Linked DNA regions of Pan troglodytes: regions 1, 3 and 4 are each linked to region 2. A link is a contact called in public Hi-C and HiChIP or PLAC-seq data. All regions are on one chromosome and are shown on one strand. The core of a region is the stretch at or near the end of the contact, and the rest is flanking DNA. Distances in the headings are between cores, read along the strand shown. Region 1 holds the start of PSMD2 (proteasome 26S subunit ubiquitin receptor, non-ATPase 2). Region 2 holds the start of PARL (presenilin associated rhomboid like). Region 3 holds the start of ECE2 (endothelin converting enzyme 2). Region 4 holds the start of DVL3 (dishevelled segment polarity protein 3).

What was found. Hi-C and Micro-C count contacts between places; a contact is called where the count stands out from the background. HiChIP or PLAC-seq counts read pairs in DNA pulled down with a chosen protein or histone mark.
Region 1: a contact with region 2 is called in an H3K4me3 HiChIP or PLAC-seq map of stem cell-derived excitatory neurons, with 2.2 times the contacts expected there. The contact joins the promoter of PSMD2 here to the promoter of PARL in region 2. A contact is called at or near these places in 1 of 7 Hi-C or Micro-C datasets (stem cell-derived neural progenitor cells) and 1 of 1 datasets of contacts at active chromatin or transcription factors (stem cell-derived excitatory neurons).
Region 3: a contact with region 2 is called in a Hi-C map of induced pluripotent stem cells, with 4 times the contacts expected there. The contact joins the promoter of ECE2 here to the promoter of PARL in region 2. A contact is called at or near these places in 4 of 7 Hi-C or Micro-C datasets (blood, induced pluripotent stem cells and stem cell-derived neural progenitor cells) and 1 of 1 datasets of contacts at active chromatin or transcription factors (stem cell-derived excitatory neurons).
Region 4: an H3K4me3 HiChIP or PLAC-seq map of stem cell-derived excitatory neurons shows a contact between it and region 2, with 2.8 times the contacts expected there. The contact joins the promoter of DVL3 here to the promoter of PARL in region 2. A contact is called at or near these places in 1 of 7 Hi-C or Micro-C datasets (induced pluripotent stem cells) and 1 of 1 datasets of contacts at active chromatin or transcription factors (stem cell-derived excitatory neurons).

The regions. Positions count from the first base shown.
Region 1 is chr2:187,483,490-187,489,194 of NHGRI_mPanTro3-v2.0_pri, forward strand. PSMD2 (proteasome 26S subunit ubiquitin receptor, non-ATPase 2) reads left to right here and starts at 1,266. Exons shown (of 21, transcript XM_001147451.7): 1 at 1,266-1,550; 2 at 1,999-2,055; 3 at 2,432-2,596; 4 at 3,688-3,809; 5 at 3,998-4,222; 6 at 4,522-4,680; 7 at 4,831-4,975; 8 at 5,154-5,214; 9 at 5,470-5,616. The coding sequence starts at 1,416.
Region 2 is chr2:187,064,910-187,070,190 of NHGRI_mPanTro3-v2.0_pri, forward strand. It overlaps PARL (presenilin associated rhomboid like), which reads right to left and starts at 1,556. Exons shown (of 10, transcript XM_016942377.2): 1 at 1,371-1,556. The coding sequence starts at 1,495. It also overlaps the pseudogene LOC107970856.
Region 3 is chr2:187,456,897-187,462,555 of NHGRI_mPanTro3-v2.0_pri, forward strand. It overlaps ECE2 (endothelin converting enzyme 2), which reads left to right and starts at 1,893. Exons shown (of 19, transcript NM_001427954.1): 1 at 1,893-2,066; 2 at 2,355-2,441; 3 at 2,766-2,901; 4 at 3,127-3,342; 5 at 3,797-3,921; 6 at 4,039-4,185; 7 at 4,364-4,429. The coding sequence starts at 2,028.
Region 4 is chr2:187,334,992-187,340,228 of NHGRI_mPanTro3-v2.0_pri, forward strand. DVL3 (dishevelled segment polarity protein 3) reads left to right here and starts at 3,762. Exons shown (of 16, transcript XM_009446941.5): 1 at 3,762-4,067. The coding sequence starts at 3,907.

The DNA.
Region 1 (5,705 bases), core at 16-2,515, 420 kb after region 2:
AGTTGGAGACCAGCCTGACCAACATGGAGAAACCCCGTCTCTACTAAAAATACAAAAATTAGCCGGGCGTGGTGGCACATGTGTAATTCCAGCTACTCGGGAGGCTGAGGCAGGAGAATCACTTGCACCCGGGAGGCGAAGGTTGTGGGGAGCCGAGATTGCGCCATTGCACTCCAGCCTGGGCAACAGGAGAGAAACACTATCTCAAAACAAATAAATAAAATAAAAAATAAATCCTCATTTTACTACTTGATATGATCTTCTCTGTAAAATGGACCTAACCCTACCAATCTCAAAAGATTGTAAGAAGTGCATGGAATCACTCGAAAGCGGTCCTGACATAAGCGCGTCAGTCACACGCCTCTAAGGCTTCACAGGGAAAGACGAGAAGATAGAGGACGAAGACCTTGTCTTGTTCTGCTTTTAGCTCCAGAACTTGGCGGGGAGCACAGGGCTTTATTGATCGATGTCAACTCCACCTGGCTCCCCAAAGTATTTAAAATGGTAGCCACGGGAATAGCAGAGTACTCTCTTTCAACTGGGGAGGAATATCAAATGAGGTTAATAGGCCGGGCGCGGTGGTTCACACCTGTAATTACAGCTCTTTGGGAGGCTGAGGCGGGCAGATCACTTGAGGTCAGGAGTTCGAGACCAGCCTGGCCAACATAGTGAAACCCCCCGTCTCTACTAAAAAATACAAAAATTAGCTGGGCGTGGTGGCGGGTGCCTGTAATCCCAGCTACTCGGGAGGCTGAGGCACGAGAATCACTTGAACCTGGTAGGCGGAGGTTGCAGTGAGCCGAGATCGCGCCACTGCACTCCAGCCTGGGCGAGAGAGCGAGCCTCCTTCTCAAAAGCAACAACAACAACAAAACCAAATGAGGTTAATATTCCACAGCGGTGTGGGGCTAGACACAGTTACACAGACTTTATACAGGCGGCAATCAAGCGTCCCGGACTTCAAGAAATCTAGTTTGTCTGTCGCGCCACGCAGTCAACTGGAGTGTCACTGTGGGTTCTATTTACACCGTTATGAGAAAAACCTGTGGCCGAGGAAAACTCGGTAACTCCGGTCGCAGACCGCCCATCTACAGCAGTGAGCGCACCCAAACCCCACACGGCCAAGTCCCGCGGGTTTCAGGAAACTCCGAAGAGGTCGGGGGCCAGGGGCGCCTATGGCGCGGGGGAGGCTGGGAATTGTAGTCTCCGCCTGCCTCCGGGGGCGGGGTCCGAGGGCGGGGCTCTCAGGCCGTGGGGGTGGGTGGGTCGCCGAGCGCCCCGGCTCGCCCCGGCGTTTCCGGTCGCAGGCGGGCTCTGGAGGAGGAGGGGCGCCGCGACCGACGCGCGCGAGGCGGTCTGGGAAAAAGGGCGGTGCGAGCGGGTGCGCGCGCAGCGGGCCGGCAGTGGCGGCGGAGATGGAGGAGGGAGGCCGGGACAAGGCGCCGGTGCAGCCCCAGCAGTCTCCAGCGGCGGCCCCCGGCGGCACGGACGAGAAGCCGAGCGGCAAGGAGCGGCGGGATGCCGGGGACAAGGACAAAGAACAGGAGCTGGTGAGGCGCGACCCCGAGAGTCGGCGAAGGAGGCCGCGGGGCTGAGTCACGGCGGCTCCGCAGGCCTCAGGCCCGACACCCAACTACCCCACCGCGCCAGGGAGAGGGCGATTGGGGCGACCCTCGGGACTCCCGGCACCTTGCCTCTCTGCTCCTCATTCTCCGTTCCGCGCTGTCACCTCCGCCGTCCCCACCAACCCTCACCACCGCCGCGTGAGGTGGACTCGGGCAGGTCATTGTCACCTCCGTTTCCTAGAGTGGCATTCAAGTAGAGCCTGATTCAGAACCCAGGCTGATTTCTCACCAGGGCTTCCCATTCCCACTCGGTTTCCTTGTCCACCTGGCGCCTCCTAAGGAGGCAGGCTTATTCTTCACCTGCCCCGGGTAAGTGGGAGGGGACGTCTTTGGGATTCCTTCTCTTCATGAGCTGCTTCTCCCAACCCTCCAGTCTGAAGAGGATAAACAGCTTCAGGATGAACTGGAGATGCTCGTGGAACGACTAGGGGTGAGTCACGATGTTAACATGATTCGGTGCATGTTTGGATCTTTCCCACTTGTTTTATTCTTTTTTGAGGCAACTGCTATGTGCGGTGGACTGTATTTTAGGGTCAGTGTTATGATGATGTTGGGAGGCAGGAGAGTTAGTTACAAAGGGTATTTGTACAGTTTTGCAGCTTTCTCTTGTGGGAGAAGCAGAGTTCTTACCTCTTAACTTGGGTCATTTGTTTTTGTGCCAGGCAGGGTGCAGGGAGTTGAGGAATCACAGCTGAATGAATAAGACACAGCATTTCCTTGGAGGAGTTGTTAAGTTAAATATCTCTGTATTATGACTTGAAGGGGTGTGACTCCTTTTTGTCTGAGCCCTGTCGTCTCTTGATCAGGAGAAGGACACATCCCTGTATCGACCAGCGCTGGAGGAATTGCGAAGGCAGATTCGTTCTTCTACAACTTCCATGACTTCAGTGCCCAAGCCTCTCAAATTTCTGCGTCCACACTATGGCAAACTGAAGGAAATCTATGAGAACATGGCCCCTGGGGAGAATAAGGTAAAACTGTTTCAAACCTGGTGGAGGCCTAGTTTAGGAATTCCTTTTTACCCAGATCATGGGGGGGCTCATTGTGAGTCACAGGAAGCCTGATAGACCTAAGCCGTGATCTATTTGAGCAGAGTTCATCACAGTCAAAATATCCGCAAAAGAGCTGAAAGGAAGGTCAGCTTCTCAGAAGACACTGTTTCTGTCATGTGTATTGGACTTTGGGGTTTCATTAGCATGGTCTACTTTTAACGTATGTTTAACCTTGATTTTTCTCTTTTCTTCTATCCCATATACATTCATTTATCTCTAAAATATGTTCCACATTCAGTCACTTCTCTGCCTGCTGGTACAACCCTAATCCTGGAAATGTTCAGTTTTTGCATGGGTTATTGCAGCACCTCTTAACTGATGTTGTTGCTTTTGTGCTTTGTTCCTACACAGTCTGCCTCTCATGTAGCAGCTATCGTGATCTTTCTCCGTTATGGGTCTTTTCTGCTTAAAACCTTTTAATAGTTTATAATTGCAATTAAAGTAAAATTAAGAGCCTCCATTTTTTTCCACTTTATCCCTTGTTTATCACCCTTCAGCTGTGTGAGTTTAAAAGGAAGATAGTGGCTGGGTGTGGTGGCTCACACCTGTAACCCTAGCACTTTGGGAGGCCGAGGGGTGGATCACCTGAGGTCAGGAGTTTTAGACCAGCCTGGCCAACATGGTGAAACCCCGTCTCTACTAAAAATTAAAAAAAAAAAAAAAATTAGCTGGGTGTGGTGGTGGGCGCCTGTAATCCCAGCTACTTAGGAAGCTGAGGCAGGAGAATCGCTTGAACCCCGGAGGCAGAGGTTGCAGTGAACCGAGAGCACACCATTGCACTCCAGCCTGGGCAGCAAGAGCGAAACTGAGTCTCAAAAAAAAAAAAGGAGATAGCAACAACACCAACCTTGGTTTTTGTGAGGTTTAGCTTCGATAACATGTTAAATTTCTAGTACAGAGATTGGTATGTAGTTAGTTCAATTTTGGAGACAATGATCTTGATTCCACAATGCATGCTCCCTTTATGCTGGACTGCTGGGTTTGACTTCAAAGAACTCTTTTCTTTGTAGCGTTTTGCTGCTGACATCATCTCCGTTTTGGCCATGACCATGAGTGGGGAGCGTGAGTGCCTCAAGTATCGGCTAGTGGGCTCCCAGGAGGAATTGGCATCATGGGGTCATGAGTATGTCAGGTAAGATCTTTCTTCTTGGGAATCTGAAGGGGGCTCTGAGGCTCTGAGATAATTCAGAATTCTCTTGTGGGGTACAATCTGTCTTGGAGCATCAGTGTATTGAATTTCCCAGACGCTGGATTCCTTGACCCACAGAGAAGTGCTTCCCCTGAAGCTGTGCTCTCTTAATCGTCTGGGACTATCTGTAGGCATCTGGCAGGAGAAGTGGCTAAGGAGTGGCAGGAGCTGGATGACGCAGAGAAGGTCCAGCGGGAGCCTCTGCTCACTCTGGTGAAGGAAATCGTCCCCTATAACATGGCCCACAATGCAGAGCATGAGGCTTGCGACCTGCTTATGGAAATTGAGCAGGTGGACATGCTGGAGAAGGACATTGATGAAAATGCATATGCAAAGGTCTGCCTTTATCTCACCAGGTGAGTGAACATGGTAGGGAAGGGTGGCAGGCATGCCCTCCTCAGCACCTCTCTCTCAATTGCGCCTCCTCTATTTTCCCAGAGCATTTGCTCAAGCATAGCATCACGCTGTAGTTAATCTTTTGATGTGTGTGAGTTTCTTGAGGACAGAGACTTTGTGTCTTCTTAGTAGTTCTAACATCTAGCACAGTGCCTGGTGTATATAGTAGATATTTATTATTTATTTTGGGTAAGTGAATTCAATGGGGAAAATGAGTGCCTGGGACTTTCTGAATTCTTTGTTACTTTTACTTTTGTAGTTGTGTGAATTACGTGCCTGAGCCTGAGAACTCAGCCCTACTGCGTTGTGCCCTGGGTGTGTTCCGGAAGTTTAGCCGCTTCCCTGAAGCTCTGAGATTGGCATTGATGCTCAATGACATGGAGTTGGTAGAAGACATCTTCACCTCCTGCAAGGATGTGTATGTAGGGAAGAAGCTGGCAAAGAGATAAGCTTATGAATAGGACACTCGCATAAAGAGCTGGGACTTGTAGTTTCTGGTTAGGGCTTGAGGGGTTTTCCTGTGCCCTTAGTGGACAGTGATGAGCAGATGTACGGGCTCTCTCCACAGGGTAGTACAGAAACAGATGGCATTCATGCTAGGCCGGCATGGGGTGTTCCTGGAGCTGAGTGAAGATGTCGAGGAGTATGAGGACCTGACAGAGATCATGTCCAATGTACAGCTCAACAGCAACTTCTTGGCCTTAGCTCGGGAGGTGAGACTGCCCTTTTTTCATCAAGGCCTTTTCGTCATAATTCTACCTGCCATTTCACCTCCCTGACTCTACCTCTGACTAGACTCTCCTTGATTAGAATTGCCATTCAGTGGGATAGCAGAAGGGACAGCTGGGGGAGTTCTAGGGAAGCAATTGTGACCCTCTGACTTCTCTTCAGCTGGACATCATGGAGCCCAAGGTGCCTGATGACATCTACAAAACCCACCTAGAGAACAACAGTGAGTAGCCCTCTCTGTGTATGGGATTTGGGGGATTGTAGGTATGCCCCTTGTATTGGGAGTGATGGCTTGGCCAACATGCTTATCCTATCGAGCTCAGAATCCTCATGAATCTTTTTCAGGTCACTGCTTGGGGGTATAGGTAGAGGATACTAAGGGACTAGCTCAGAACCAGAGACCAGTTGCCATGCTGTGTTTCTTTCCTGTCCTACCTGAAACCTTCTTTCCTTACTTTTCCTCTCCCTCCTGTTGCAGGGTTTGGGGGCAGTGGCTCTCAGGTGGACTCTGCCCGCATGAACCTGGCCTCCTCTTTTGTGAATGGCTTTGTGAATGCAGCTTTTGGCCAAGACAAGCTGCTAACAGATGATGGCAACAAATGGCTTTACAAGAACAAGGACCACGGTATAATTCTGTTCCTGCTTTGTCTTTTGTTTTGCTTTGATCACTTCTTTTGTCCTCTTGGAGTCATACGTTATCTGACAAGGGATCCA
Region 2 (5,281 bases), core at 306-2,805:
CACTGCAACCTCCGCCTCCCAGGTTCAAGCCATTCTCCTGCTTCAGCCTCCCGAGTAGCTGGGATTACAGGCGCCCGCCACCATGTCCCCGCTAATTTCTTATATTTTTAGTAGAGACGGGGTTTTGCAATGTTGGCCAGGCTGGTCTTGAACTCCTGACTTCAGGTGATCCACCTGCCTCAGCCTCCCAAAGTGCTAGGATTACAGGCGTGTGAGCCACCACGCCCGGCCAGTATTAATCTTTTCTTCCCCCCTTAAACCATGCAATCTCAAATGGGATTACCACCTCCATCTGTCCTCTTCCACTTCCCCAGGAGTTTAAGATTAGTGCCTGACAGATCTATGTTAGTGTATGAAGATACAATGTATGTAAAGTTTTCACAAGTCCCTGATAAAATTCACCTGGAATGCTTGTCGGACATACAGGTTCTTCCACTCCACCCACCCCTCTCCTGATTGTGATTTGGGAGGACTGGGGTGAGGCCTGGGACATAAAATCCATACAAACTCTTCAGGTGATCCTTGAGATTAGGCAATGGCTCCGCCACATTACAGCCTCGATTATTTACCACTGACTATCCCACGTGTTGATAAACAATGTTTCTTATCAGCAATCAGGTGGATTCGAGGCACCCATCTAACCAAGTCAGAAATTGGAAAGAATGAAGTTTTGAACAAAAGAGGAGGAAAATTTTCAAAGCCAAATGCACATCAGATTCTTAAACAGGTGAGGAATTTCTCTCTCAAATTAGAAATGAATTACTGTGATGCAAAAATCAGCAATACTGATCAACCACACGCTTCACACTTCTACTCGGAAGGTTCGGCAGTTTTCTTTCCAAATCAACCGGAAACGAAATCTTCCACTGTCTCAATTCAACAATAAGCCTCTCCTACGACTTCGCCAGACACAAAGTGATACCTTCCATCAGACCCCGTCCTCCCTTAGATCACAAGCTAAAGAAGGCGACTGGTTGTAATGGAACACAACCTTTATAATTAGATGGAAAAAGAATAAAAACCGCCATTCTGCCAGCTGTACTAACTGCTTCACTTCAGAAACTGGCTCAACAGTTTCCACTCGCGATTATGAAGTGTGGCACGCAATGAACCTTCAGCTTAGTTCCCCTTCCAGTCACGTCCTTCCCAATGGGAAAGGAGAAAGCGCAGGCTCGCGAGGGGCTGGGCTGGGCAAGGGGAGCGAGAAGCGAGGACTGGACGGAGGCGAGAGAGGAGAGAGAAGGGGCAGGTAAGGTGAAGGGGGTGAGCTAGGGCCAGCACAAGAGGCCCAGACGGCCTCCGCCCCTGAGGATACACGGCCAGAGCTCAGGGACCAAGAGGCGAGAAGACCAGAGCGCGGCGGCTATTACCTGCGTCCGAGGAGCTGCGGCGGGGTTAGGACCGCAGTGAGCTCCTCGCAGCTGCGGCCGCCCACCGACGCACCCCACGCCCGGCCGCAGCCCCAGCCTCTCTGCGCCCAGCCTCGCCACGCCATCTTCCCAACCTCTGCCCCACCATGGCCCGACCTTACCAACCCCAGCTGCGCAACTACTTCCGGGGCGAAGGCAACACCATAGAGCACGAGGAGCAGTCTAGAGCGCCCCCACGCGGCTGAGCGGCAGCCGAACCAGCCACGGTGCCCGGAAGACTGGCTGGCGCCCTTCTGTCCCACCGCTTCCCCTCCCACTGCTCAGCTGGCTCCGGGAGCCACCTGCGAGAGTGGCCCGGCCTCCCCGCATTTGCAGATGAGGAGGATGGGGCCAGAGCGAAGAGGGACAACTGACATTTTTTCGAGTAACGGCACATACCAGGCGCTTTGCCTAAGATCGCATTTAATCGTCACAGCACTGCTAGAGGTAGATGTCATCACTGTTTCACTTTGCCTCTGGTCAGAGGGGATAGGACTTGCCCGGAGTTGCAGGGCTGGTCCCTAGAGGAACCAACGTGGCAAGCCAAGTTTTCTTAAATTACTACTTTTTTCTGCATCTCACCACTTCGTGTTATTCTGTATGCCTTTAACAAAGTCCAAGCCTATCGGGCGGGGTGGCTCACCCCTTTAGTCCCAGCACTTTGGGAGGCCGAGGCCGGCGGATCACCTGAGGTCAGGAGTTCGATACCAGCCCGGCCAACATGGTGAAACCCCGTCTCTACTAAAAATACAAAAATTAGCCAGGCATGGTGGCAGGGGCCTGTAATCCCAGCTACTCAGTTGGCTGAGGCAGGAGAATTGCTTGAACCTGGGAGGCGGAGGTTGCAGTGAGCCGAGATTGCACCACTGCACTCCAGCCTAGGTGACAGAGCGAGATCCGTCTCAAAAAAATTACAAATACATATACAAAAATTAGCTGGCTGTGGTGGCGCAAACCTGTAATCCCAGCTACTCGAGAGGCTGAGGTGGGAGAATCACTTGAACTCGGGAGGTTGCAGTGAGCCGATATCGTGCCAGCCTGGGCAACAGAGTGAGACCCTTTCTCATAAATAAATAAGTAAATAAACACAAAATCCAAGCCTGAAATGAAAAGCGGGCTTTCACTTTTTCATAATCCATCCCTCAACTACCTGTCAGTTAGCTTGATTCCCTGCCATTCCATTCCCCCCGACCCTAGCTGCAGCCATACAGTCATTGGCCATTACTCAAAGGCACCATCCACGTTCCCACTGCTGAGCATTCATGCTACCGTTCTCACCACTGGAAACACCTAACCGACTTGTCCTTCAGGTCAGCCTCAAGTGTCACCTCTTCCAGGAGGCCTTTCCCAGACCTCCACTCCAATTTAGATTCCCTTCCTTTGTACTCACATACCACTTTATGCTTATCTCTGCAATAGCACTTCATTCATTCCATAAGCTCTTATTAAGCACCTACAGTGTGTCAGGTGATGTGTTAAACCTGGGGATACAATTGAGAAGACGCTATATCTGACCTCACAAAGATTCTATTGTATTGGGGGAGAAGGCTCTGTAGGAGTCTAGAGAGGGAGGGATATAGCCCAATTGAAGGAAGGGGCATAGGAGGCTCAGGGAGAAGGCTTCCCAGAGAAACTGATAGAGGTCACCAAGAGAAGAGGATTGAAGTGTTCCTCAGAAAGAATAGCATTTGTGATGTCTCCCAGCGCACGACTTGTTTGAAAAACTAAAATAAATTCACGCCTTTTCCACACAACCCAGAGAGGGGCCCATACGGCATTGTTCTAGATTCTCTGTGGGCGGCAAGCCATCCACGTGCCGAGGCAAGAGACCAAGGGCACGAGCTGTTCCAGTATAATAAAATATATAAAACAACAAGAGTTATACTAGATCTAGATCATAGACATGATTATATATGAATATCATTAATCATCAGTTTGTAGCAATTACTCTTTATTCCAATATTATAATAATCCTCGCTCTATAATCATAACCTAGGAAAAACCGGGCCATACAGAGGCAGGAGCTGAGGGGACATAGTGAGGAGTGACCAAAAGACAAGAGTGTGAGCCTTCTGTTATGCCCAGACAGGGCCACCAGAGGGCTCCTTGGTCTAGCGGTAATGCCAGCGTCTGGGAAGATGCCCCTTGCCAAGCGGACTGTGGTCTAGCGGTAGCGTGTCAAGGAAAAACACCTGCTACTTAGTAGTCCCCGGGGGAGTTTAGAGAAGACTCTACTCCTCCACCTCTTGTGGAGGGCCTGACATTAGTCAGGCTTTCCCGCAGTTATCCGGAGGCCTAACCGTCTCCCTGTGATGCTGTGCTTCAGTGGTCACGCTCCTAGTCTGCCTTCGTGTTCCATCCTGTACACCTGGCTCTGCCTTCTAGATAGCAGTAGCAAATTAGTGAAAGTACTAAAAGTCTCTCATAATGGTGTAAGTTGTTTCTCTCTTTGTCTCCTGTCTCTCTCTGCCTCGGCTGCCAGGCAGGGAAGGGCCCCCGTCCAGTGGACACGTGACCCACGTGGCCTTACCTATCATTGGAGATGGCTCACTCTCCTTATCCTGCCCCTTTGTCTTGTATCCAATAAATAGCAGTGCAGCCTGGCATTTGGGGCCACTACCGGTCTCCGTGTCTTGGTGGTAGTGGTCCCCCGGGCCCAGCTGTCTTTTCTTTTATCTCTTTGTCTTGTGTCTTTATTTCTATGCTCTCTCGTCTCTGCATGTGGGGAGAGACCCACCGACCCTGTGGGGCTGGTCCCTACAATTCTCACTGTAACTTATAGGGAAACTTTCACAATGTCCGGAGCCCTTGATGTCCTGCAAATGAAGGAGGAGGATGTCCTTAAGTTCCTTGCAGCAGGAACCCACTTAGGTGGTACCAACCTTGACTTCCAAATGGAGTAGCACATCTGTAAGAAGAAAAGTGATGGCGTCTACATCCTACATCTGAAGAGGACCTGGGAGAAGCAAGAAGTTTCTGCTGGCAGCTCGTGCCATCGCTGCCTTTAAAAACCCTGCTGATGTCAGTGTCATGTCCTCTAGGAATACTGGCCAGAGGGCTGTGCTGAAGTTTGCTGCTGCCACTGGAGCCACTCCAATTGTTGGCCGCTTCACTCCTGGAACCTTCACTAGCCAGACCCAGGCAGCCTTCAGGGAGCCACGGCTTCTAGTGGTTACTGATCCCAGGGCTGACCACCAGCCTCTCACAGAGACATCTTAGTTAACCTACCTACCATTGCTCTATGTCACACAGATTTTCCTCTGCGCTATGTGGACATTGCCATCACATGCAACAACAAGGGAGCTCCCTCAGTGGGTCCGAGCTGGGGGATGCTGGCCCTGGAAGTTCTGCGCGTGTGTGGCACCATTTCCCTCAAACACCCATGGGAGGTCATGCCTGATCTCTACTTCTACAGAGATCCTGAAGAGATTGGAAAAGAGGAGCAGGCTGCTGCTGAAAAGACTGTGACCAAGGAGGAATTTCAGGGCAAATGGACTGCTCCAGCTCCTGAGTTCACCGCTATTCAGTCAGGTTGGAGACTGGTCTGATGGTGTACAGGTGCCCTCTGTGCCTATTCATCAGGTCCCTACTGAAGACTGGAGTGCTCAGCCTGCCACAGAAGACTGGTCTGCAGCTCCCACTGCTCAGGCCACTGAATGGGTAGAAACAACCACTGAATGGTCTTAAGCTGTTCTTGCACAGGCTCTTAAGCAACATGGAAATAACGTTGATGGAAAATACACATCAGTTTCTAAAAAATAAATTCACTTTGGTTATATCAGAGGTGTCAAGTCTGGGATTTGGTTTTACCCTATTTGCAAGCTAAAAGATTGGATGTTGGCAAAAGACAGGAGACTCCTGGGTCAGAGACA
Region 3 (5,659 bases), core at 643-3,142, 390 kb after region 2:
TCAGCGTCAATAAATGGATTATGGGCCAGGCATGGTGACTTACGCCTGTAATCCCAGCACACTGGGATGCCGAGGTGGGAGAATTGCTTAAGGCCTGGAGTTCAAGACCAGCCTGGGCAAGATGGTGAGACCCCGTTTCTATAAAAAATTTTTAAAAATTAGCCAGGCACAGTGGCACGTGTCTATAGTCCCAGCTACTAGGGAGGCTCAGGTGGGAGAATTGCTTGAGCCTAGGAATTTGAGGCTGCAGTGAGTTATGACCATGCCACTGCACTCCAGCCTGAGCAACAAAGTGAGACACCCTTCTCTTATTTTATTTATTTTTTTTTTGAGACGAAGTTTTGCTCTTTGTTGCCCAGGCTGGAGTGCAGTGGCATGATCTCAGCTCATTGCAACCTCCACCCCCCTGGGTTCAAGCGATTCTCGTCTCAGCCTCCCAAGTAGCTGGGATTACAGGCGCCCGCCACCATGCCTGGCTAATTTTTGTATTTTTGGTAGAGATGGGGTTTCACCATGTTGGCCAGGCTGGTCTCGAACTCCTGACCTCGTGATCCACTCGCCTCGGCCTCCCAAAGTGCTGGAATTACAGGCGTGAGCCACTGCACCCGGCTGACACCCTTCTTGAGAGAAAGATGAAAGAAAGAAAGAAAGAAAGAAAGAGAAAGAAAGAAAGAAAAGAAAAGAAAGAAAGGAAAGAAAAGAGAGAGAGAAAGAAAGAAAGAGAGAGAAAGAGAAAGAAATGGATTATGTGTTTGCTACCCATTCAAGCCTTCTCAGGTCAAATTCTTGTACTTTCTCAGTGGGGGTGGAGGATGGGGAGAGGAAGATGAAGCGCACTCTCTTTTCCATTTTTTTTTTTTTTGAATTGTAAAATACTAGGCACTTTTCAGTGCAGCAGACTGCAATAACACCAGGCCTGATTAAGGAATGACAATATGGAAGGCAGATGGCAGATGCATGGGTGCCACACTATTGCTTTTCAGTTAAATATTGCTTGGTGTTAGTTTTTTTTCTCCTTGTAAATCTCCCAAATAAAACGGTTTGCTTTCCCCAAGTTAGAAGTGTTAGCACGTCTTTTCTTTAAATATCTGTGCATGGCTGTTTTTTTCCCTGCCAATTTGTCACCATCTGTAACCCTCCCTTTATGAGACGATCTGATGACAGCAGTTATCTTGGAGAGTAGAAGTGTGGTCTTGAAGCGCCATGGAAGAGTAGAGTCAGTGTAGGCTGTGTGTGTGTGGAGTGTATGCTCCCCCTGCACTTGGTGTGTGTACATACAGAAACACAGTGTGCGTGTGTGTTGGCTCTGGGTGTGTTGTGCGTGTGTACACTGTGTGTGAGTATGCAGTGTGTGTACATTCTGTGGGCATCTCGTGTGTGTGTGGACTGTGTGCTGGGCGTCGTGCCTGCCCGTGTCCTTGGCGCCTTGGCGTCCATGCGCTCTCTGCACATAGGTAGGTACCACAGCTAGGTACCACGTGCACACCCTGAATGTGAGTGAACTGCCTGTGTGCTCTGTATTTGCCGGCTGAAGAGGGGCTGTGTGGACTACTGGGGGAAGACGTTCCTCAGGAGGGCATAATTTCTCTGAAGTGCTTAAAGGGGATGGAGACAGCCTGAAATTTGGGGGAAGTAGGCCAAGGAGTATTAGCAACATCTGGGCCTGGTTGAATTTCATTACTTTTCCTAGGAAAGTAAATTATGGGTGGCTTGAAGGAGGGTGCTGCTGAGATGGGGGGCGGACCATGAAGCGTGGAGGGGTCTCCGGTGTTGCTGGAGGGCAGCTGGAGCCTGCGGAGAGCCTCGGCGCGCTCCTCCCTCTCCCCCACCCTCCCCCCACCCCGGGCGGGGCTCCGCGTGGGGTGGTGGACTCGGGCGGGGGCGGGGGGGCGGCCGCGGCCGAGCCGGGGTGCTGCACGGCGGCCGTGATGGCTGGTGACGGCGGGGCCGGGCAGGGGACCAGGGCCGCGGCCCGGGAGCGGGCCAGCTGCCGGGAGCCCTGAATCACCGCCTGGCCCGACTCCACCATGAACGTCGCGCTGCAGGAGCTGGGAGCTGGCAGCAACGTGAGTGGGGGCCCCGGGCTCCACGGGAGGGGACTGGGTGGAGGGGGACGAGGCAGAGGGGTCGGCCGCGGAGGGGCAGGCGGTGCCCGGCTCGCGGAGGTAGGGCTGCCTCCCGGGCCTGGTGGAGCGGTGATAGAGAGACCCCAGGCCCGAGAGCAGGGTAGGTGGGAAGGGAAGGGCCCTCTTAGCAGCGGGGAGGGGTCCGCGAGGCAGGGAGCACTGGGGCAGGGTCTTGGGCAAATAGCCCTCTCTGCCTGACCTCGGTTGGCAACCCCGACTGTCTGGCAGATGGTGGAGTACAAACGGGCCACGCTTCGGGATGAAGACGCACCCGAGACCCCCGTAGAGGGCGGGGCCTCCCCGGACGCCATGGAGGTGGGCAAGGGGGCTTCCCCTTTCTCACCAGGCCCCAGCCCTGGCATGACGCCTGGCACACCCAGGAGCTCTGGGCTGTTCTGGAGGGTCACCTGCCCCCACCTCCGCTCCATCTCTGGCCTCTGCTCTAGGACTATGGTGAGGCGATGCTAAGCCATGACGTTGCACAAAACAGACTCAGGGCTCAACTCACCAGCTGGCCTCATTGCCCCCGGGCCCAAAGTTAACCCTGTGGCTCTGAAAACTGCCTGTGGCTTCACCCTCTGGTAATCTTGGATCCCTGCCCTGCATCTCAGTCACTCTCTGTCCCCCTGTGTTCCCCAGGTGGGATTCCAGAAGGGGACAAGACAGCTGTTAGGCTCACGCACGCAGCTGGAGCTGGTCTTAGCAGGTGTCTCTCTACTGCTGGCTGCACTGCTTCTGGGCTGCCTTGTGGCCCTAGGGGTCCAGTACCACAGAGGTAGGTGGGCCCACACTCTTCATCGGTATTCATAACTAGGGGTTCTGGAGGCCTAAGGGCCTCTAAGATTTTCACCTGTGGGAACCAAGCCTTCCCTGCAGAAAAGCCCCCGGCTTTGCTTTCTCTTCCCAACCTTCCTGCTGTCATGGCCCTTGCAAAGAGTTTGCCTCTTCCAGACAGACAGACTGACAGTCTCCTACCCTCCGGCCGTGTTCCCTACCACAGACCCATCCCACAGCACCTGCCTTACAGAGGCCTGCATTCGAGTGGCTGGAAAAATCCTGGAGTCCCTGGACCGAGGGGTGAGCCCCTGTGAGGACTTTTACCAGTTCTCCTGTGGGGGCTGGATTCGGAGGAACCCCCTGCCCGATGGGCGTTCTCGCTGGAACACCTTCAACAGCCTCTGGGACCAAAACCAGGCCATACTGAAGCACCTGCTTGGTGAGTGGGGCTGTTAGGGAGGCCTTGGGCCACCTATGTGCCTTGTGCCCAGCACAGGGCCTGGCACTTAGCAAATAGTGTCCATGAATGAGGAAGTGGATGGTTCTGTGAACACTCCAGAGGGTGGGGAGGCAGAGAGCAGGGGACTATTGAGAAGTGCGGATGGGTTTGATGGGGGCAGAACTCTGGATATAATGGAGGGCCGCTTCTCTGCACTCTGTTTGGAGCACTGTCGTGGTGTGGTAGACACCAGGGAGCCTGTACTGCTTAGATATCCTTGGGTCTCCATGGACAGGGAGAGGAAGCCACGGCTTGCTGTTTCAGACACTCTTCCTGGGTCTGCGTTAGCAGGACTGCTCATTGACAAGGCAAGGAGAGAAACCGAGCAAGGGCCAGGGACTCCCCCTCAGCAGTTAACGTAATTCCCACCTGGATCCTGTGTTCTGCCCCACAGAAAACACCACCTTCAACTCCAGCAGTGAAGCTGAGCGGAAGACACAGCGCTTCTACCTATCTTGCCTACAGGTGGAGCGCATTGAGGAGCTGGGAGCCCAGCCACTGAGAGACCTCATTGACAAGGTAGGGCCACTGAGCCAGTTGAGGGCAGGGGAGCAGGAGGGGCCTTGAGAGAGGAGATGGCCCAGGAACGCTTTGGGAGTTCCTGCACTAATCATTCCACTTATGGTCTCTACATAGATTGGTGGTTGGAACATTACGGGGCCCTGGGACCAGGACAACTTTATGGAGGTGTTGAAGGCAGTAGCAGGGACCTACAGGGCCACCCCATTCTTCACCGTCTACATCAGTGCCGACTCTAAGAGTTCCAACAGCAATGTTATCCAGGTGATGAGCTGGGAAAGGGTGGGGAGAGACTTAGGGACACTTTGCTGAGCCCAGACTTCCCTCTCCTGTGACAGGCAGGCTGGGCTGACCCCCCGGCCCCACCCCTACCCCTGCTCGGGAATTCAGGTTCTCATGGTGGGGAAAGCGAGGGGCTCACCTCCTTTCCTTGACATTGCAGGTGGACCAGTCTGGGCTCTTTCTGCCCTCTCGGGATTACTACTTAAACAGAACTGCCAATGAGAAAGTAAGGAACATCTTCCGAATCCCCATCCCTACCCCTTGCTGAGCTGGGCTGATCCCTGTTGACTTTTCCCTTTGCCAAGGGTCAGAGCAGGGAAGGTGAGCCTATCCTGTCACCTAGTGAACAAACTGCCCCTCCTTTCTTTCTTCTTTTCTTCCTCCCTCCCTCCCTCCCTCCCTTTCTTCCCCTTTTCCTTCCTTCCTTCCTCTTATTCTTCTAGTAGGTTTCATAGACACCTACTGTGTGCCAGGTCCAGTGGGGGAATTCTGAGATATAAGTTTCCGAGCCATCGCCACAGGAAGCATTCAGTGTCGATGGGTTCATGGACCTAGATAGCTGAGAACAAAGCTCACAAGAGGGTCCTGAGGATTCAGGAGAGACTTAGGGAGCCAGCAAAGTCTTCCTGAAGAGATTGCATTTGAGCCAGGTCCTGTAGAATACATAGGAGTGGATGAGGGCATGCTGGGTAGAAAGAAGTTTAGGCCAGGTGCGGTGGCTCACGCCTGTAGTCCCAGCACTTCGGGAGGCCGAGGTGGGTGGATCACCTGAGGTCAGGAGTTCGAGACCAGCCTGACCAACAAGGTGAAACCCCATCTCTACTAAATATACAAAAATTAGCCAGTCGTGGTGGCAGGCACCTGTAATCCCAACTACTTGGGAGGCTGAGACAGGAGAATTGCCTGAACCTGGGAGGCGGAGGTTGCAGTGAGCCAAGATCGTGCCACTGCACTCCAGCCTGGGTGACGGAGAGAGACTCTGACTCAAAAAAAAAAAAAAAAAAAAAAAAAAAAGAAAGAAAGAAAAAGAAAGAAGGAACAGTTTAAACAAAAGTGTTGATGAGGCTGAGCACAGTGGCTCACACCTGTAATCCCCACACTTTGGGAGGCTGAGGCCGGCGGATCACTTGAGGTTAGGAGTTCAAGACCAGGCTGGCCTACATGGTGAAAACCCGTCTCTACTAAAAATACAAAAATTAGCCAGGCATGGTGGTGTGCACCTGTAATCTCAGCTACTGGGGAGGCTGAGGCAAAGAGAATCGCTTGAATCCAGGAGGCAGAGGTTGCAGTGAGCTGAGATGGCACCACTGCACTCCAGCCTGGGCAACAGAACAAGACTTCATCTCAAAAAAAAAAAAAAAAAGTGTTGACGAGGGAAAGGCTAGGTGTGTCTGGACCATGGCAAGGGGTCCACTGTGGTAAAATATAGAACTCAAGGCAGATGAGAGGCTGGAGA
Region 4 (5,237 bases), core at 2,512-5,011, 270 kb after region 2:
TCTCTATTAAAAATACAATATTAGCTGGGCGTGGTGGCGGGCGCCTGTGATCCCAGCTACTTGGGAGGCTGAGGCAGGAGAATCACTTGAACCTGGGAGGCAGAGGTTGCAGTGAGCCAGAATCTCGCCACTGCACTCCAGCCTGGGCGACAGAGTGAGACTCCATCTAAAAAAAAAAAAAAAAAAAAAAAAAAATGGAAGGCTCCAGGGAAAAATGGAACTGATGGATTATCTAATAGCTTTGACTGAGTGAACAAAATGTGTATTGAGAAACTATTAGATTACATGGGAAAAACTAATGATAGGTATAATATATTAAAACAAATGAAAACACAAGGCAATGATTAAAGTCAGAGGAAACAAAAAAGTTGTAAAGGAAATGATTATAAAACACACGAGGCCGGCGCGGTGGCTCATGCCTGTAATCACAGCACTTTGGGAGGCCAAGGCAGGTGGATCACGAGGTCAAGAGATTGAGACCATCCTGGCCAACATGGTAAAACCCTGTCTTTACTAAAAATACAAAAATGAGTTGGGCAGGCATGGTGGCACGTGCCTGTAATCCCAGCTACTCGGAGGCTGAGGCAGAATTATCGCTTGAACCCGGGAGGTGGAGGTTGCAGTGAGCTGAGATCACATCACTGCACTCCAGCCTGGCAACAGAGTGAGACTCCATCAAAAACAAAAACAAAAACAAAACAAAAAAAACCCCACATGACTTAGCGGTGAACATTTGCTCGTAGTCAAAATAAGGTCACTACTAAGTACTATATTGACTTAGCCAAAAAGTGTGCTTTCACTATTTTAAGAGGGAAGGGTAAGGTGGAAGAGAGAGAATCATCAATCAAATTTGGAAATCAATAAGCAATGTCTAAAATGTATAAATCAAGAACAAGTATTATGAGCTAAAAAAAAAGTACTAAGAGTGGTAGGGAAATAGGACAAAGAATTGCTGGGGTTTTTTGTTTTGTTTTTCTCACCACTATACCAATAAGGAGGACTGCTGTTTTGTTAAAAAGCTTTTTAAGGGCCAGGCATGGTGGCTCACACCTGTAATCCCAGCACTTTGGGAGGCCGAGGCAGGCGGATCACGAGGTCAGGAGATCGAGACCATCCTGGCTAACACGGTGAAACCCCGTCTCTACTACAAATGTAAAAAATTAGCCAGGCGTGGTGGCAGGCACCTGTAGTCCCAGCTACTCGGGAGGCTGAGGCAGGAGAATGGCATGAACCCGGGAGGCGGAGTTCACAGTGAGCCAAGATCGTGCCACTGCACTCCAGCCTGGGCGACAGAGCAACATTCCATCTCAAAAAAAAAAAAAAAAAAAAAAGCCTGGCATGGTGGCTTGCGCCTGTAGTCCCAGCACTTTGGGAGGCCAAGGCAGGCGGATCACGAGGTCAGATCAAGACCATCCTGGCTAACACAGTGAAACCCCGTCTCTACTAAAAAAAATACAAAAAATTTGGCGGGCGCCTGTGGTCCCAGCTGCTCGGGAGGCTGGCGTGAACTCAAGAGGCGGAGCTTGCAGTGAGCCGAGATTGTGCCACTGCACTCCACCCTGGGCGACAGAGTGAGACTCCATCTCAAAAAAAAAAAGCTGTTTAAATACTGTTTGACTTGCAAACATATTACTTTGATAAAAAATGTAAAGAAGGTGAAGGAAAGGGTATGAAGTGACGATATACATAAGGTGTGTGCAGGGGCTAGCAAGTGGGTTCATTTTCCTGGAGTCAAAAATTTGGCCAGGATATGAGACAAAAGGCTGTAAAAGTAGGTAGAGGTTAGATTATGGGGGGCCTTGAATAGGGATATTTGGGGGCTTTGGGGAATGTGGAAAGGTTTCTGAGTAGAAGAGGTATCTGAAAGATGTTGTTATTCTAGTGTTAATTTGGCAACAGTGTATAAAATGGAGTAGAAGGAGCCCATACTTAAGACCATAGCATCCAAGGCCCTGTGTAATCTGGCGGGTCTATGTTTCCAGCCTCACCTAGGACTGTTCCTTTAGTCATGATGGCCTTCTTATTCCTCAAATGTAACATGTTTATTCCTGCCTTGAGCCTGTATATTGGCTGTGCCCTCTGCCTAGAAGGCTGTCACCCCAGATCTTCTCATAGCCACTTCTAGGTCATTGCTATTTCTAGGTCTTTTTTTCTGGAAGAAGTTTTCTCTAACCAATCAGAAACCTCTTTCTCGTTTTGTTTTGGTTGTTTTGTTTTTGTTTTTGTTTGAGGTGGAGTCTTGCTCTGTCGCCCAGGCTGGAGTGCAGTGGTGGGATCTCGGCTCACTGCAAGCTCCACCTCCCAGGTTCAAGCGATTCTCCTGCCTCAGCCTCCCTAGTAGCTGGGACTACAGGCATGCGCCACCATGTCCAGCTAATTTTTGTATTTTTACTAGGGACGGAGGTTTCACCATTTTGGCCAGGCTGGTCTCGAACTCCTAACCTCAGGTGATCCACCTGCCTCAGCCTCCCAAAATGCTGGAATTACAGGCATGAGCCATTGCGCCTGGCTTCCCCTGTCACTATCCCATCACTTTGTTTTACCTTCTTCATAGCAGTGGTCACTCTGAAGTTATGTATTTACAAGCCTATGTGCTTCCCTCCAGCTGAGGGAAGGTCCTGAGAGCAGCCTTGTCTGTCTCGCTATCGCTATATCTCATGCGATATGCCTTCTACACAGTAGGCCTTCAGTATTTATTAAATGAATTAAAAGTTAAGGGGTGAGGAGATCTGTGAGGAACCGGCTATACCTAGTTCTGGAGTTCTGGTTTGAGACTTACTGTCTTAGGCGTGCATGCATCCACTTATCTTTTTTTGGGGGGGGGGGGGCGAGGGGGGATGGAGTTTCACTTTTGTTGCCCAGGCTGGAGTGCAAAGGCACGATCTCGACTCACCGATCTCGGCTCACCGCAACCTCCGCCGCCCGTGTTCAAGCGATTCTTCTGCCTCAGCCTCCCGAGTAGCTGAGATTACATGCATGCGCCACCACGCCCGGCTAATTTTTTTTGTATTTTTAGTAGAGACAGGGTTTCTCCATGTTGGTCAGGCTGGTCTTGAACTCTCGACCTCGGGCGATCCGCCCGCCTTGGCCTCCCAAAGTGCTGGGATTAGAAGCGTGAGCCACCGCGCCCGGGCCCCACTTATTCTGCATTCAACCCATTTATTAAACCACTACCTTGCAACTGGACGCTAAGGTTATTGGGAGGAATCAGAACTGGATGCTGTCCTTCTCTCGAGATCAGTTTAGTAGACTCAATGACAGCAGTTGTGCTTCTCAAGAAACACTGAAGGGCCATGTTGAGGTCACTCTCCTCCAGGGATCCAGAGTCAGACCCACCCTCTTTCCCCAGACCATTTCTGGGGACCAAAGCAATCCCTGCATTCCACTCTTCCTGGACTGCAGAGGAGTCGCCGATCCCACTTGGGTCCGGAGTCAGGGCCTTCAGGGGTCCGGGAACGCCGCCATCCCGGTGAATCTCCCCTTCCGTTTCTAGGGACCCGGGACCGGAGCGCCGCGGCCCGGCCAGTGGGCGGGAAACCCAGCCATCTGCCGCGACGCCGGCGCCTCTCCGCGGCGGCCGGGGGCGGGGCGCGCCGGGGCGGGGCCGCGCCGGGCCGGAGGAGGGGAGCGGGCCCGGACGAAGCCCTGGGCCGGGAGGGCCGCGGCCACCGGAAGAGTCGCGGTCGCCAGTCCAGTCGGGAGAGTGGGGAGCGGAAGCGGCGGCCGCGGCGGCGGCGGGCGGCGCTGGGACCCGGTAGCGGCCGGAGAACAAGGGAGCTGGCGCCGCCAGCAGCCGCCGAGCTGGGTTGAGCCGCTGGGCCGCGCCGCGCGCCGCCGCCGTCTGGGAGGCTCGGCCCGGCCGCCCGAGCAGGCCGCGCGCGGGCCGCCGGGCCCGAAGCCGGAGCCATGGGCGAGACCAAGATCATCTACCACTTGGATGGGCAGGAGACGCCGTACCTTGTGAAGCTGCCCCTGCCCGCCGAGCGCGTCACCTTGGCGGACTTTAAGGGCGTTTTGCAGCGACCCAGCTATAAGTTCTTCTTCAAGTCTATGGACGACGATTTCGGGTGAGGATGGCCCCCGCCCCGCCTCCGGGAGCCCCGGCCGCTCTGGCTTCTAAGGGACGACGCGGTCCGTTTCGACTTGCCTCGCTACACCGGCTCCTAGCCCCGCTCTGACTTCTAGGGGCGACTCGGCCCATTTGGGCCCCTTTGGTTCCAGCCCCAGTAGCAACTCCCGTTTACCTCTGAAGAGGGGACGTTGGCCTCCCTTGTTTAAGGGGACGTCCAATTCCCCACTAGCAATCAGAGTTCCTGCCGGTGCGGTCCCCTTACCTCTTCAGAGACCAGTGGCCCACAGAGACAGACACACCCCCCCTCCACCTAGTTTCAGAGCCCGAGTCCCCCATCCTCCTCCTGCCGAGGAGCCAGAGCCACCTTTTTCCGCACAGACTTGGGTCGTGTGGCCCTCGTTCTTCGCCCCCTTCATCTTTTCAGCAGCACAGCTCCCAGCCATATTTGGAGTATGCTGCATCTGAGGGCTCTGCTGGGACTTTGAGCTGGGGGAGGGGTGTCGGGGGTGCTCGGGCGCCTGGCCGCGAGCGGGGTCTGCAGATCTGATGTTTATCTAGCTGCCTGCCCTCTCCTTTGTGGGCTGTTGTGGGTGTTGTCACCGGAACAGAGAGCCTGACCCCTGCGGAGTAGTCCTCACTGACCCAGGTGCTGATCTTTCCTCCAATTCGGGCTTTTTTCCTCCAGTTGGTGGCCAGTGGGGAGACGTTGGGAAGGGCCTGGGGCCTGGGTGGGATAGCCAGGAAGAGTTTCTTGGTGTTCTCTATCTTCCCCTCCCTGGTGGGGTCTTCCCTTCCACCCAGCTGCAGAGATCTGGACAGGCACAGTTTGGAAGCAGTCACTTTCCCTTTAAGAGGGGATGGAATGTTGGAGCCGGAAGGTTCTGAAGCAGCTGGCCTGGGAAGAGGGGGGCCTGGCTGATCCCCTCGAACCCCCCCCAACTCCCAGGAGACTGGGGGAGGGGGAGGCGCCCACACTTGCCTGCCGCCTCACTAACTGGGCGCTGGGCCTGGAGGCGGTGGGGAAGGCCCCTTCAGGCCTGAAGGCTGCCTCTCCAGCCCTAGCCTGAGGCCTGCACTGTTCTTTGGAGCTGAGGCCCCACAGCCAAGAGAAGACATTCTTCTCCCCAGCGTTCATCTGTCTGGCTTCTCTCCCAAGCCCCTGGCC